Regions from separate parts of the Mus musculus genome. Here region 1 is linked to region 2. The links are chromatin contacts, called in public Hi-C maps. All regions are on one chromosome and are shown on one strand. Each heading gives the region's core, a stretch centred on a gene start, on an enhancer-like site or on the middle of the called end of the contact. The rest is flanking DNA. Distances are from core to core; before and after follow the strand shown.

The links. Hi-C and Micro-C count contacts between places; a contact is called where the count stands out from the background.
Region 1: a contact with region 2 is called in a Hi-C map of B cells, with 6 read pairs. The contact joins the enhancer-like site here to the promoter of Diablo in region 2. A contact is called at or near these places in 4 of 39 promoter capture datasets (liver, macrophages, pre-B cells and 1 more), 1 of 484 Hi-C or Micro-C datasets (B cells), 4 of 115 datasets of contacts at active chromatin or transcription factors (acute myeloid leukemia, bone marrow-derived macrophages, embryonic stem cells and 1 more) and 2 of 9 other capture datasets (macrophages and pancreatic islet).

Annotation. Positions count from the first base shown.
Region 1 is chr5:123,311,468-123,318,544 of GRCm38.p6, forward strand. The region is part of intron 18 of Wdr66 (WD repeat domain 66); the gene reads left to right. Among named protein-coding and RNA genes, the nearest start is that of Bcl7a, 29 kb to the right of the region's middle. Within about 2 kb of position 3,889, at least 62 of the 459 cell types and tissues checked have an H3K27ac peak or open chromatin away from gene starts, as enhancers often do. A contact at or near this core is called in B cells and pre-B cells, where this site is marked.
Region 2 is chr5:123,521,633-123,528,053 of GRCm38.p6, forward strand. It overlaps Diablo (diablo, IAP-binding mitochondrial protein), which reads right to left and starts at 2,532. Exons shown (of 6, transcript NM_023232.3): 1 at 2,439-2,532; 2 at 1,623-1,749. The coding sequence starts at 2,488. It overlaps Mir7647 (microRNA 7647), which reads right to left and starts at 1,063; the gene lies at 1,005-1,063.

The sequences.
Region 1 (7,077 bases), core at 2,639-5,138, 210 kb before region 2:
ATATTATCATCCCCCCAAAGATATCCCATACCTGTTATCAGCCACTCTGGGCCCCTCCTCCCCCAGCCCTGGCAACTGCCAATCTGTCTTCCGTCTGGGCAGCCTTGTCTATTCCGGATTGCATAAAAATAGAGCATACAGTACGTGATATGTCTGGCTTAGTTCACTCGGCATGGCATGTTCAAGATTCATTCAGAATGTAGCATGTACCAGGCCTTCATTCTTATTTTTCTTTTTCTTTTTTTTTTTTTTCTTTTTTTCTTTTTTTTTTTTTTAAGATTTATTTATTTATTATATGTAAGTACATTGTAGCTGTCTTCAGACACACCAGAAGAGGGAGTCAGATCTCGTTACGGATGGTTGTGAGCCACCATGTGGTTACTGGGATTTGAACTCTGGACCTTCGGAAGAGCAGTCGGGTGCTCTAACCCACTGAGCCATCTCACCAGCCCCATTCTTATTTTTCTAAGCTTTAACTGCTTTGTTTGTTTGAGACAAGGTCTTTCTGCATAGCCCCAGCTGTCCTGGAACCACGACGTAGACCAGGCTGGCCTCTGAGAACTCAGAGATCCGCCTGCCTCTGCTTCCAGTGTGCTGGGATTAAAGGTGTGCACCACCAAACCTGGATAATATCTTTTTTTTTTTTAATTTTTATTTTTGAGTTATTTTTATGTGTGTGAGTATTTTACCCACATGCCCTCAGAGGTCAGCAGAGGGCATCAGACTCCCTGGAACTGGAGTTATGGGTGGTTGTGAGCCACCGTGCGGGTGCTGGGACCTGACCAGGGATCCTCTGCAGGGACAGGAAATGTTCTTAACTGCTCGGACAATCCTCCTGCCTCTTGTTTGTAGTTTTTAATTACTTATGTGTTTGTGTGTGTCTGTGTGTGTATGCACGTGGGTGCAGTTGCTTACAGAGGTCAGAAGACAAGCATCACACATTCTCTGAAAGAGTAGCAACTGCTTTTAAGTGCTGAACCTTCTCTCAGCCCTGATGATAATGATGAGGCTGTTGATGGTGATGATGATGGTGATGGTGACAATGACAATGGTGATGGTGTTGATAATGATGGCGATGATAATGGTTCTTCTTTTCAAAAAAATTTTTTTTTGATTTATTTGTTTTATTTACCCAAATGAATATTTTGCCTGCAGGTATGCTTGTGAACCATGGGCATGTTTGTTGCCTATGGGGCTTAGAAGAGGAGATTAGATCTACTGAAAGCAGAGTTCTAGATGGTTGTCAGCCACCATAGAGGTACTGGAGTCCAGGTCCTCCGTGCTCCTAACAGCTGAGCCATCTTTTTGATCTCCAGGAATATTGCTGAAGAATATTCTATTCAGTGAATTTGTTGCATTTTATTTGCCTATTCGGGGGTTGGCGACCTTTTGGCTTGTCTCTAGCATGGCGCTCCCACGAGCGATGCTGTCCCAGACATCCCTACACAGTTCTTGTGTACGTAGCTTTCCATTTCTCCTGCGTATGTACTAAGGAGCAGAAATGCCTTGTTAGGTGCGAGTTTTAAATCTGTCTGTGGGGTGAATGTCCATCCCTGTTATTTCTTAACTGGAACCAGCATCCATCTGGGTACTTCGGGTGCCCGGGAACTGATCAGAATGTCTGAGAGTGGTAGGCACCTATCACCTGCTCCCACGGCCTCGGCAACAGTTACAGGTCTTGGCACTCAGTCAGGATAGTCTCTTTAAAACCTTTACAAGTACGTGGGCTATACACACTCCCCCATTAGTCACCTAGTGTCTGTGTCTGTTGCCTGATACATGTCGCATAGTGTAATCTGTCACCCTCAAGTTACTGAAAGGCTCTACAGTGGGGACACAGTGCTGCCGAGAGGTGGCCCTGCCACAGAAGCCGTTAAGGGCTTCTTTTATTCTGGAAAGGTAAACATTCTCTGCTTTATAAGGGAAGAAAAAAGGGTTGGGCAGAGTGCCCACTGAGCACGAGTGATACCGTAAGCTGGGCACCCCCCTCCCCCCAAACAGTGACAATAACAACGAGCCAAAAGTAGTGTTCTGAAACCTGTGGTAAGGACAAATCTCCTCCCCATGGATTGTGATGAGGACGTTTGTACTTGTGCTATTATATGTCCTAGTGAATAAGCTTTAGTCTTTCTGCAGGGAAAGCACCTCCTATTATTTAAAAAGAAGAAGAAAGTGCAGCCCTGGGAACTAGGCTCATGGCACCCGGTCCTCCCAGGACAGGACATGCAGGAGCAGGGGTAGGGGGGTGGGGGCAGAAGGGTCAGAAGTTCAAGGTTATTTCCAGTTACCTATAGAGTTTTGAGGCTAGCCTGGGCTACTTATGAGGTCCTTTCTGTAAAAGAGAAATGGTTATTAAAGGTTAGGACTCTCGGTGATGTCTATTCCAGCATCTGTTGAGGTCTTAGGGGGACGTGTCCCCAGGAGGAGAGGAGACTGCTTTGTGGTTTTAAGAGCAGGCACAAGCAGCAGCAAGGCTCAGAGAGTCTCCAAACACAGCTGTGTGGAGAATCTGCCTGTGGATCACCCTCTCCAGCGCACTCCATTCCTGCCCGCATCAGTGAGAAAACAATGGAGTGGACAACTGGGAGAGGGCACAGGGCCTGGGTGACGGGGAGGAGGACTGACTTCCGTAGGTCGAGGATGTTCCAGGGAGTTTTATGGGACAGGATGAGGGTGGAGGGAGTACTGAGAGGTATGAAGAGTCCTCCAGCCTGGTGAGGCTGTGACACTCACAGAAGGAAACACGTGGGCCACCCAGAGCCGCCTTCGGGGGGAGGGGGGAAGAAAAAAACAAAACAAAACAAAACCAAAAAAAAAAAAACCCGGGCATGGCCCCAGTTCAAGTGGATCAGGGTCCTCTCCACTTACTAGGGAGCTTATAAAAATTATAAAACACGACTCAAAATCCCCCAGGGGCTTCCTGTGGCTGCCAACAGGGACGACAGCAAACCAAAAGGCCTTTGGGGTTCAGTGATGGGCTGAAGGAAAATGGTTCTGCAGGAGGAACGCAGGCCACCAAGAACAGGTCACCCTTGTGTTTCAGGGCCTGGGGCAGCAACACCAGCAAGGGACAGCATGTTGTCTGTCTGTCCAGATGTTTAAAATGATTGGCCAGGTGAGAAATCATTGAATAAAATATTCTATGTCAAACAAAGCAGAGCTGGGTCAGTACTAGGAGCCGAGCCATGTGAACTACTGGTCGTTCCTCCAAATAAGGCTTTTGTGACTCTTTTTCTTTCTTCCTTTCTTTCTTTTCTTCCTCTTCTTTTCTTTTTTTTTTCTTTTCTTTTCTTCCTTTCTTTCTTCCTTCCTTCCTTCCTTTCTTTCTTTCTTTCCTTTCTTCCTTCCTTCCTTTCTCTCTCTCTCTCTCTCTTTTCTTTCTCTCTCTCTCTCTCTCTCTCCCTCTTTCTCTTTCTCTCTCTTTTGGACATGGTATCTTACTAATTATCTCTAGCTATCCTGAAACTCACTCTGTAGATCAGGCTGGCCAGAAACTCACAGAGATCCTCCTGCCTCTGCCTTCTAGGTGCTGGGATTAAAGGCCTGTGCCACCAAGTCCAACTGATTTTTAAGTGTGTGTGTGTGTGTGTGCGCACACACACACACCCTCAGAAGCCAAAAGAGGGTGTTAAGTGCTTTGAATAGCTGGGGTCACTGACAGTTGTGAGATGCCCCACATGGTCCTAGAAACTGACCTTGGGTCCCCTATAAGAGCAGCACACACTGCTAACTGAGCGACCTCTTCAGTCCCGCTTTTGTGAATTTTAAGATGAATTCTTCTCCCATCGCTGTCTGCCTTCCTCCTTTCACTCACGCCTCATTCATGTCTCTCTGAGGAACTCTGAGGTCAGGCTCTGTCTACACCAGGCTGCGGAGGCTGAGGGGAGGCAGCAGAGCTGAGAGCGGCCGCCCTGCTGCTTCCCAGGGGAACAGATGCAAACCCAAACAACTGGCTCATCTGCTGGCCTGCAGCTGCCACCTGCCCTTGCTCTGTAGAAAGCCACAGGCTAGGAGCTAACTCTTTTCTGCATGAATGTCACCTCTGTGAGCCTCCCCACCCCCCCCCCCCGCCTCCCTCCACCCTCGCCCCCCAGTCAAGAAACACTGGTTCTAAGTGTAGAGCCTCCTGGGGAATTGTAAACTAAGCATAGTCTACCCTCCCAACCCCAGACTCACTGAGTTGGAATCCCCCCTGTTAACAAGCCCTCAGGGCCGTTCCCCCCCACACACACACACCCCCAGCCTGAGCAGTTTGAGAACTGTGGCCTTAAAAGCCAGGCTTCTCAACCCCAGCCACACATGAAATCACCTGGGGAACTTTTAAATAGCATGCCCCCCCCCCAACTAATAAAAGCGGGATCTCTGGGCGCAAGAAGCTGCCCTCAGAACTATGAAAACTCTTCAGGTGGATAAAATGGACCATAGCCTCAGCGGATACTGTACTTAGCCCGGCTGCAGACAAGCAGAACATTCCAGGCTGAGCATCCTGGCCTCTCTAGAGTCACCTTCACACCGGGGCATTCAGAAGGCACCGGGAGGACCACATCCATCCCCACAGTTAGACATGCTGCAGAATCTGTCTCTGTCATGCCTACAAATAGGCTCAGCCAGGAGTTGCCAGGGATACCAAGCTGCTGACTTCTCACTTAGCATTATTATCTTGTGTGTGTCGTGCGATATGTGTGTGTGGAGGTCAGGGGAAGGCTCTCAGGAGGCAGCGTCTCACCGGGGATTGAACTGAAGGAGCCAGGCGTGTGCCACAAGCCCCTTTACCCGCTGAGCCATCTCTCCAGCCCAAGCAGGGATCCTAGGTTTGTGCTGAGAACGCTCACTGAGATCTTGGGACTCTCTGGGTATGAATAATGCAGACATGTCAATTCCCTTTGTCATCATAGGCCCCTACTGAGGAATTGAGTTAAATCATACATTATGTCGGTAATGTATATGTATTGTAATTTATATACTTATTACTTATAAAGTTGATCGTATGTCATTAGCATAGAATTATAATTTATATTGTAATTACACAAATTCTAATTAGAAAGCACATAGAGAAAAAACAATCGCAGTATAATTACTGTCGGTTGAGTCCCTACTCTGGGCAGGCACTTGTGTGCTTTAAAAGAACCTAGTGCAGGCTAGGGATGTAGCTGAGACGGCAGAGTGCTTACCCAGCATGCAGGAAGGCCTGGGTTCGATCCCCAGCCCCACATAAACCAAGCACGCCAACATATGTCAATGAGATCAGAGGTTCGCGGACATCCTCAACTGCATAGCAAGTCTGAGGTCAGTACAGGCTATGTGAGATCTGCCTCAAACAACAGTTCACGAAAATAAAAGCCAGACTAAACAAAGCAAAAACTGCGGGGCAGTGATGGCGCACGCCTTTAGTCCCAGCACTTGGGAGGCAGAGGCAGGCAGATTTCTGAGTTCGAGGCCAGCGTGGTCTACAGAGTGAGTTCCAGAACAGCCAGGGCTACACAGAGAAACCCTGTCTCAAAAAACCAAAAAAATAAAAATAAAAAAAGTAAAAACTGCCCCAGTACATATACATACTATGCCCCCTCTCTCAAGAACATTGACCATAAGGAATATTACGTGATGCACCACAGATCCCATACACAGACAATGGCAGTGTTAGAATTTGAAGACAGGCCAGATGCTTGCACACACCTCTAACCCCAGCACGGAAGGCAGAGGCAGGGGGATCTCTGAGTTTGAGGCCAGCAGAGCGAGTTCTAGTACATCCAGGACTACACAAAGAAAAAAGAATTTGAAGATCTATTACCAAGTAGTGGTGTGTATATATCTTAACTGTTAAACATTGAGTTAACATTTTATCATTTTTTAAAAGTGTGTATATGAGTGTCTTACACGCATGTGTGTTTTGTTTTATTTTGGTTTTTTGAGGCAGGGTTTCTCTGTGTAGTCCTGGCTGTCCTGGAACTCACTCTGTAGGCCAGGCTGGCCTCGAATTCAGAAATCCGCCTGCCTCTGCTTCCCAAGTGCTGAGATCAATGGCATGTGTGTGCCACCACTGCCTGGCATGTGTATTTGTATACTTCCTGTGTTTCTGGTGTCCACAGAGGGCGGGAAAAGGGAATCAGATCCCCAATAACTGGAGTTGTGAGCCGCCATGTGGGTGGTTGGAATCAAACCTGGGTCCTCTGCAAGAGCAGCCAGTGCTCTTAGCCAATGATTATCTCACCAGCCCCAGTATGAGAGGTTAGGAGCTTGCAGTAAAAGAAGACCCAGGTTCAGTTCCCAGCACCCACAGGGCGATTCACAGCCATTAGTAACTACAGTTCTAGGGGACCTAACACCCCTTTCTGGTTCCCTCTGGCACCAAGAACATACAGAGTGCACATACATGGCATGCCTTGTAGTATTAAAATTATATAGCATAGCATGTTAATATGATAGTGGTTTTTAATATGTATAAAATTCATGTATAATCTAATGCACCATCATGCAATTGTGTCAAGTGTACATGCTAACTATAAAACAGTATCCTCACATACAGCGTGTCCACAGTTTCAGTCACACTTCCTCGGAACCAATAGTGCTGTTTCCCAAGAGCTGGGGCTGCCAGCATCCAGCCAGCAGGTTTTCCTTCACACATAGGGGAAGCGGGTCACACCTCCCTTTCTTCTCCAACCTGACTGAGTGTATCTAAGCTGCAGAATTCTGCATGCAAAAGAATGGAAATGATGGCTCCCCTCCCCCAAGGCTGTTAACTGCAGCTGGGAACAGCTTGAAAGCAACAGGTTTTCAACAATCTAGTGGTTAAGTATCTTTAAAGTGAAAGTAAATAACCGCTGGCTTAGAGACACAGGCTCGAGTAACAAAACTGTATCCGCCAGTGAGGTAGGGAGAAACAGAAAATTCAGATACTGTTTCCACTCAGTGTGAGGTCCCCGGGGTCTGAGGAGAGGGGCACCGGAGGAAATGGGGGGGGGGGGCGCTGCTGATTTTCTCCTTTGAATTGGCAGCTTCAGAAGGAAATTAGTTGCTTGCTTGAGGCAGTTGGATTGCAGGTTAGGTCAGCAAAAATCTAAACTAAGTCAGACGTAACAA
Region 2 (6,421 bases), core at 1,282-3,781:
GGAAGGAAGGCAGGCAGGCCTGGCTGGCATGAGAGCAACACAACTGGCTAGGCTACTACAGTGCAGGCAGAACTAGACACAGCTCTGTAGCACATAATAGAGTCATGGAGTTCTGATGGCAGGTCCACACCACAGGACAGTGACTGCAGCGGCTCTAGGCCTGTGGCCCACAACTGACTAGTAACCAGGACTTAAAAAGCTGAAAATGAAGAGGATAAACCCATGGTTTTTCAAAGGTGGGGGCAGAAAGAACCTTGGGGGCTGGCAAGATGACCCAGCTGTTAAGAAGACACTTGGGCTGCTGAGCAGGACAACCCTTCTTGCAGCTGCCCTCTGATGCTCTCAGCCACAACCCAAAATTTAGCTCTTCTCCATAAACCACACAGCCAGTGACAAAACAAAACAAAACAAAACCCATCACTTTCCTATCAGCTGCTCACTGACATTTCTAAAATGTAACTTTCTTCCGATGGAGACCCACTCCTCTGTCCCAGCAAATGGTAATTCAAGTGGGAAACAGCTCTCCCTCACTCATGTGCTGCCTGCCAGCTATCACCTCATCAAACTGGAACATTAGCCAGATCATAATATTCCAAGAACAAATCCTTCAAGGCCTTCAGAGAAAATCCAAAGCCCCACAATGAGCCACAAGGATCAGTCACAGTATTTGAGCCCTGGTTATCTCTCCAACCTCACTCCAGCCCGCCCACTTTGCTTTGCTGCATACCACACAAAATACACCTTCTAGGCTTGCCAGGAACCCCTTCTGCTGAAGGCCTCTCCCTCACCCAGGCCACTCAGTCAGCTTTCTCCAAGCTGTCTCACACCACTGCACCATATTTTTCTTCACATTACATCACCAGCTGACTTTGTTTCTTTTCTGACACAGGTCTTCTCTGTGTAATGGCCCTGGCTGTCCTAGAACTCACTCTGTAGACCAGGCTGGCCTTGAACTCATAAAGAACTGTCTGCCTCTGCCTCCCAAGTGCTGGAATTAAAAGTGTGTACTACCACCTCCTGGACTTTTGGTGCTTTTTAAAAAAAAGGCCAGGAGGTGGTAGTTCATACTTTTAATTTATATGAATGGTGTTTTATATGCATGCCTCCAAGTGTGTCTGTGTGAGAGTGTCAGATTCTCTGGAACTGGAGTTACAACAAGGTGAGAGCTGCCTGATGGCTGCTGGGAAACACATGGCTATTCCTCCCGTTTCTGCCTACCCTCCCCACTTCAGTTCTTTTACAATGCATTTTTAACCTCAGGACCCTCAAAGGTTAAGCAGCACATGTGCAAAATTTAGCCCCTTCGATTTTGGTACAAGAATAACGGTCTACTTCCCAGTTCAACTGATGCTCAGTTTCAGGGGTGGTGGAGTGGGGGCAGAATCTGTTAAGAACACTGTTTCTATAACATGAGAAAATGGGAAACGTGCTCCACTCGGAAGATGCGGGTTTAGTACAGTACATGGCATCATGGAAGGGGGTACCTATGAAAGTGTGGCAGCTTGTCCAATGCTCAGGAGTTCACTAAGACTTGGAAATAGTCTCTGGGGCAAGTCAGGGTCCGGGCGTTCTTTCCCTGGCCCCTTTACCCTATATATAATAGTCACATGACAGTCCCTTACCTGAGCAATAGGAACCGCACACAGTGTCATGCCAAATCCAGTCAACACAGTTTTGTGCCATGGTTTTATCAATTCTGAGAAACAGCGTTTCTTAGAGTTAGCCAAGACAGGAAAACGCTGTCTGTACCTGGAAACATAAGTCAAAATTTAAAAAGCCCAAAATCAATCTGTAAAAGGCTCTGTGGTCTGCAGGAGTTTTGGACCAAGCAGTAAATGAGACTAAATGAGGAAGTGCCCGCAATCTTCTAAGAAAATAAACCACAGGACGGCCAGTTAAGTCTCGGCACTCGGGAGTCAGGGGCATGCGATCTGAGTTCCACGAGCGACAGGTCAATGCGCGTGGAAGCGTCCCGCCAGGCGGAGAAGTTTCAAAGTCGCCGCAGCCGATTAGCAACTTGACGCCAACGTAAAACTCTCCGGAGTGCGCAGGATTCAGCTTTAGACCCCGGGACCTGGGTTCCAGGTGTCGCCAATGGTCGCCTCCAGCAAATCCCGGGAGCGAGCCGCTGTCGCCGGTGGCCGAGTTTACGGGGACCCGTGCTCTCTCTAACAATGCGCTGCCAGCCAACGCCGTGGCCCGGCTGTCCCTCAGTGTCCCTGGGGACCCCCCAAAGCCAGCCCCCGGGATGCGTGGGAGGAGAACCACTTTCAGGCGCCCGTCCCTGATGGAGGACGAGGGACGAAGGCGGGGGCCCGCCTCTAACTTCAGAAGAAGGCGGGACGCGGCAGCACCACGGCCCGGGGCCGACGCACTGGCCGGCACGGCGCTCCCGGTTCCTCTCCGCCGCCGCCCGCCCTCTGCTACCGCGGCCGTACCTGAACAGAGAGCAGACGCTCCGAGTCACCCAACTTCTCAGAGCCGCCATCCCGCGGCGGACCGACGCCGGACGCACGCGCCGGAAGTGACGCAGCATAGCAAGCAGAAGCGCAAGCGAGGCGGGGCCCAAGGAGCCCGGAGCTTCATGGTCACGCCCCCAGAGGAGGACGCGGTTGCGATTGGACAAACGGAGTGGGCGGGGCCGGGACACCAGGAAACCGCTCTAACGGTCGCACCTGGCTTCCAACCGCTCCGACTTCGTCGCCGGTCCCCGCAGGCTCCAGTGCACGGGTGCTGAAGCCGGGTCGCGCGCCGTGACGCGGGCAGCGGGCTGGGGGGCGAGGCGAGGCGGGGCCGCTCCTGGAAAGGGAGACTGTGTGGCCAGGGAGGGGAAGCTCGGAGCCACGGCGAGGCGCGGTGGGGCGGGGCGGAGCAGGGCGGGGCCGGGGCGCTGTCACTTCAGCACCAAGAAGTAGGTGGTCCAGCCGGCCAGCAGGAGCGCCCCGATGAGCACAGTGTAGCTGAGGAGCACGAAGGCGAGCAGCTCCCGCAGCAACTGCAGCACGTGGATGGTGGACGAGGTCTGCATCGCCCTGCAGAGACCGGGAGCCTGAGCACGCACAGGCTGCACGCAATGAACAGTACTCTTCCAAGGCCAAGGAAGCCCAAAGTGCTATTCTCCCCTACACTGAAAGTCTAAAGCAGTAGTTGCCCCCCACTCTCACTGGCACTTGAACTCAGACAAGGGAAGGAGCCTGGTCTTTTCCAGTCCTGACTCTGTATTAGGCTCCAACCGCCCTCTCTTCCCACCATCTCTTGCATTTTTAATGGAGCTGGTGCCGCTAATGGGCTAGTGGAAGACAGTTTTATTTTCCCTTCACTCAAGCCGCAGCCCTGTCTATGGCCCTGTCTCATAGTGGAGGGGAAGCAGCAGGACATTGCTCATTCCCTCCGTCATTCCCCTGGCCTTGTCGATGATAGATTTTAAGGATTTTTTCTTGTGTGTGCCCCCAGTATGCTTGCCTAATAGCCAGTCAGGATTAAAATTGAAGGGTGTCAAGTGATGGGTACTAACTCGATTTCACTCATATCTTTCTTGATATGCTTTATGCATCTGCCCTTAGCTAATTTCACCTCAGATGCTAAGAGTCACAAGCTAGCTCAAATTCATTGCTGCCTTGCCTAGCAGTTACCATCAATGGCAGCCTCTAGTTTCCCACTCTTCCCAATTTACTTACTTGGCAAAGTTTCCACGACTCTTCCACCTCCACAGCTTCCACAGCCGCTCTCAGGTATGGTGAAAGTAGACTTGTACGCACTCCAGAGATCTGGGCAGAGCTGAGAGGTCTTCAGGCAGCTGGAGCACTCAACAACTAGGTGTGGTCTAGCGACCAATTACAATCTCTGTGTGGTTTCTGAGCTCCCAGGGAGCTGCGCACAGGCAATGCCAGACCAGGCGGGGCATTAACAGCCCTGCCCGCCCTCTGCCTGCATTACCTCCACAGCCTACAGGATGAGGCATCAGCAGTTTCCAGGACTTCTGACTCAAATGGGCTGAACAAGTGGTACACTAGGGGGTATTTCAAGCCCCTTCTTGTCTTGCTTGTCTAAATACTACAGACAGGCTGTACTTCCAATACTGCTAATACTGAGAGCAGCCCAGTTAAGTCTGGGATCTGGCAGAACCACTACACATTCACCAAGACTATCTTAGTAATGGAAAAGCTGCTGTTTTAAGAACGACAAGTGTGAACATGAATATGTGTGTGTGTGAGAACCATAGATGATAGCCCCAGAGCACGTGATCCTAATTTACAAAGTTTAGCAGTTTGCAAACTCAGTGCCCAGGCACTTTCCCAGTATAGCCACTTCTAAATTCAACGACAAAGGTGAGGCCCAGAAGGAGCCAGCTGGGAAAGCACAGAACATGTTCCCGTTCTGATGGAACAAAGGAAAAGTGACCAGGAATAGACAGCGCATCCTTCTGCTTGTACTCGATTATAAAGACTATTATTGACCTCTGAGAAGCAGGCAGTGTGGATGGCAACCCTTTTATAACATCATCATCCAGAAGCAAATGGCTGCTTAATGTAATCAGGATCTCTTATTATCAAATTATTGCCTGGGCGAAGTCTGGGCAAAAACGGGGGCAGGACATCTACACACAGCTCAAGAAGCCAGGGAGTAGTAATTGCTCCCCCAGAGGCCTGGGCAACTAAAGGGCTCCATGTCCTGCCTCATCACCAGAAGGACAGGATGCCTGCCGGGATGTATACTACCACCCAATAACCAGAGTGACAGATGAAAGGGCCAAGTTGTTCAAAACAGGCCTCTCTTCCCTCCTCGCTCACACTTCAAATGGATCGATCCCTCAAGGCAGTTCTGTGTCTTATATTTAATAGCAATCTGCAAACCTGCAAGCTGGGGTATTTTATAGCAATAGATTAACTGAAGCTAAGAAACAGGACATGGGAGCCGACAAGGTGGCTCAGTAGGTAAAGGAGCCTGCTTTCAAGCTTGATGACCTGGATTCAGTCCTCAGGACTCAAATGGTGGAAGGAGAGAACCAACTCTTTGAAAGCTGTCCTCTAGTTTCTACAAGTGTAAATGTGTGTATGTATGTATGTATGTATGTATGTATGTATGTATATATATATGTATATATATGCATGCATGTATATATAAACATACTATACATACACACACACTACATAAATAATAAAGAACTACAACATGGCATAAAATTCACTGTAATCCATCTATAAATGATGAGAATTTTTCCATACTGCCCTTTGCTTCCACAGTCTGGCAAGGTGTCCTCTATGCATCAGATCTGAAAGTACCACTTACAACCTAGAGACAACACTGTGTCTGTATTCCCCTCTTTCCTTTGCTTCAGATACTTAGTTCATTTTGCTGTTTCAAATTTCCTGTGCATTAAAGAAAGGTTCAGCATCTTTGGCCATCAGGGAAATGCAAATTGAAATGAGTCCATCTTACACCTTTTAGAATGGCTATGATCAAAAACATAAGTGACAGCTCCTGCTGGCGAGGATGAGGAGCAAGGGAGCACTCCTCCACTGCTGGTGGGAGCGCAAACCTGGAAGGCACTTAGGAAGTCAATACGGTTTCTCAAAAAATTGGAAATCAATCTACCACAAGACCCAACTATACCATTCCTGGGCAAATACCCAAAGGACACTCCATCCTATCAAAGGGACACTTGCTCAACTATGTTCATAGCAGCTTTATTTATAACAGCCAGGAATTGGAAACAGCCCGGATGCCCCTCAACCAAAGGATGGATAAAGAAAGTGTGGTACCTTTATGTACTAGGGTACTGCTCAGCTGCTAGAAAAAAACAATGACATCATCAAATTTGCAGGAAAATGGATGGAACTAGAACGAAATCATCTTGAGGTGACCCAGACCCAGAAAGACAACCATGGTGTGTACTTAACATAACTGAATATTAGCTGTAAAGTAAAAGTTATAGTCGACAGACCCTGAGAGACTAAGCAACGAGGAGGGATGGGGGTTGGGGGCACATGGATCTCCCTGGAAAGGGGAAATAGATTTCTTGGGTGGGGGTATGGGAGCGTTGGGGGATTGGGAACAGGAGGGATCGGGGCAGGGGGAGGGAGAGAGAAAATACTGGGACAAATGAGTAGAATTGGGGGGCATTTCAGGGGCGAGGTGGAAACCTAGTGCAGTGGAAACCAATGGACTCTACAGGAGCAACCCTAGCAAAGACTCTGGTATGGGGAACACGGAATCTGAACCAGCCATCTTCTGAAACGAGGCAAGCCCTCAAGTGAAGGGACTGAGACACCAACCCAGCCACAAAACCTTCAACCCACAGTTTGCCCTGCTTGCAGAGTGTTCTAGGACTTGAGCCTAGCAGAATCGTCACCAAAGAAAGGAGAGCGATCTCATCCAGCGGCTGTCTGAAGCAGATGCAGAGTCCTTCAGCCACACACAC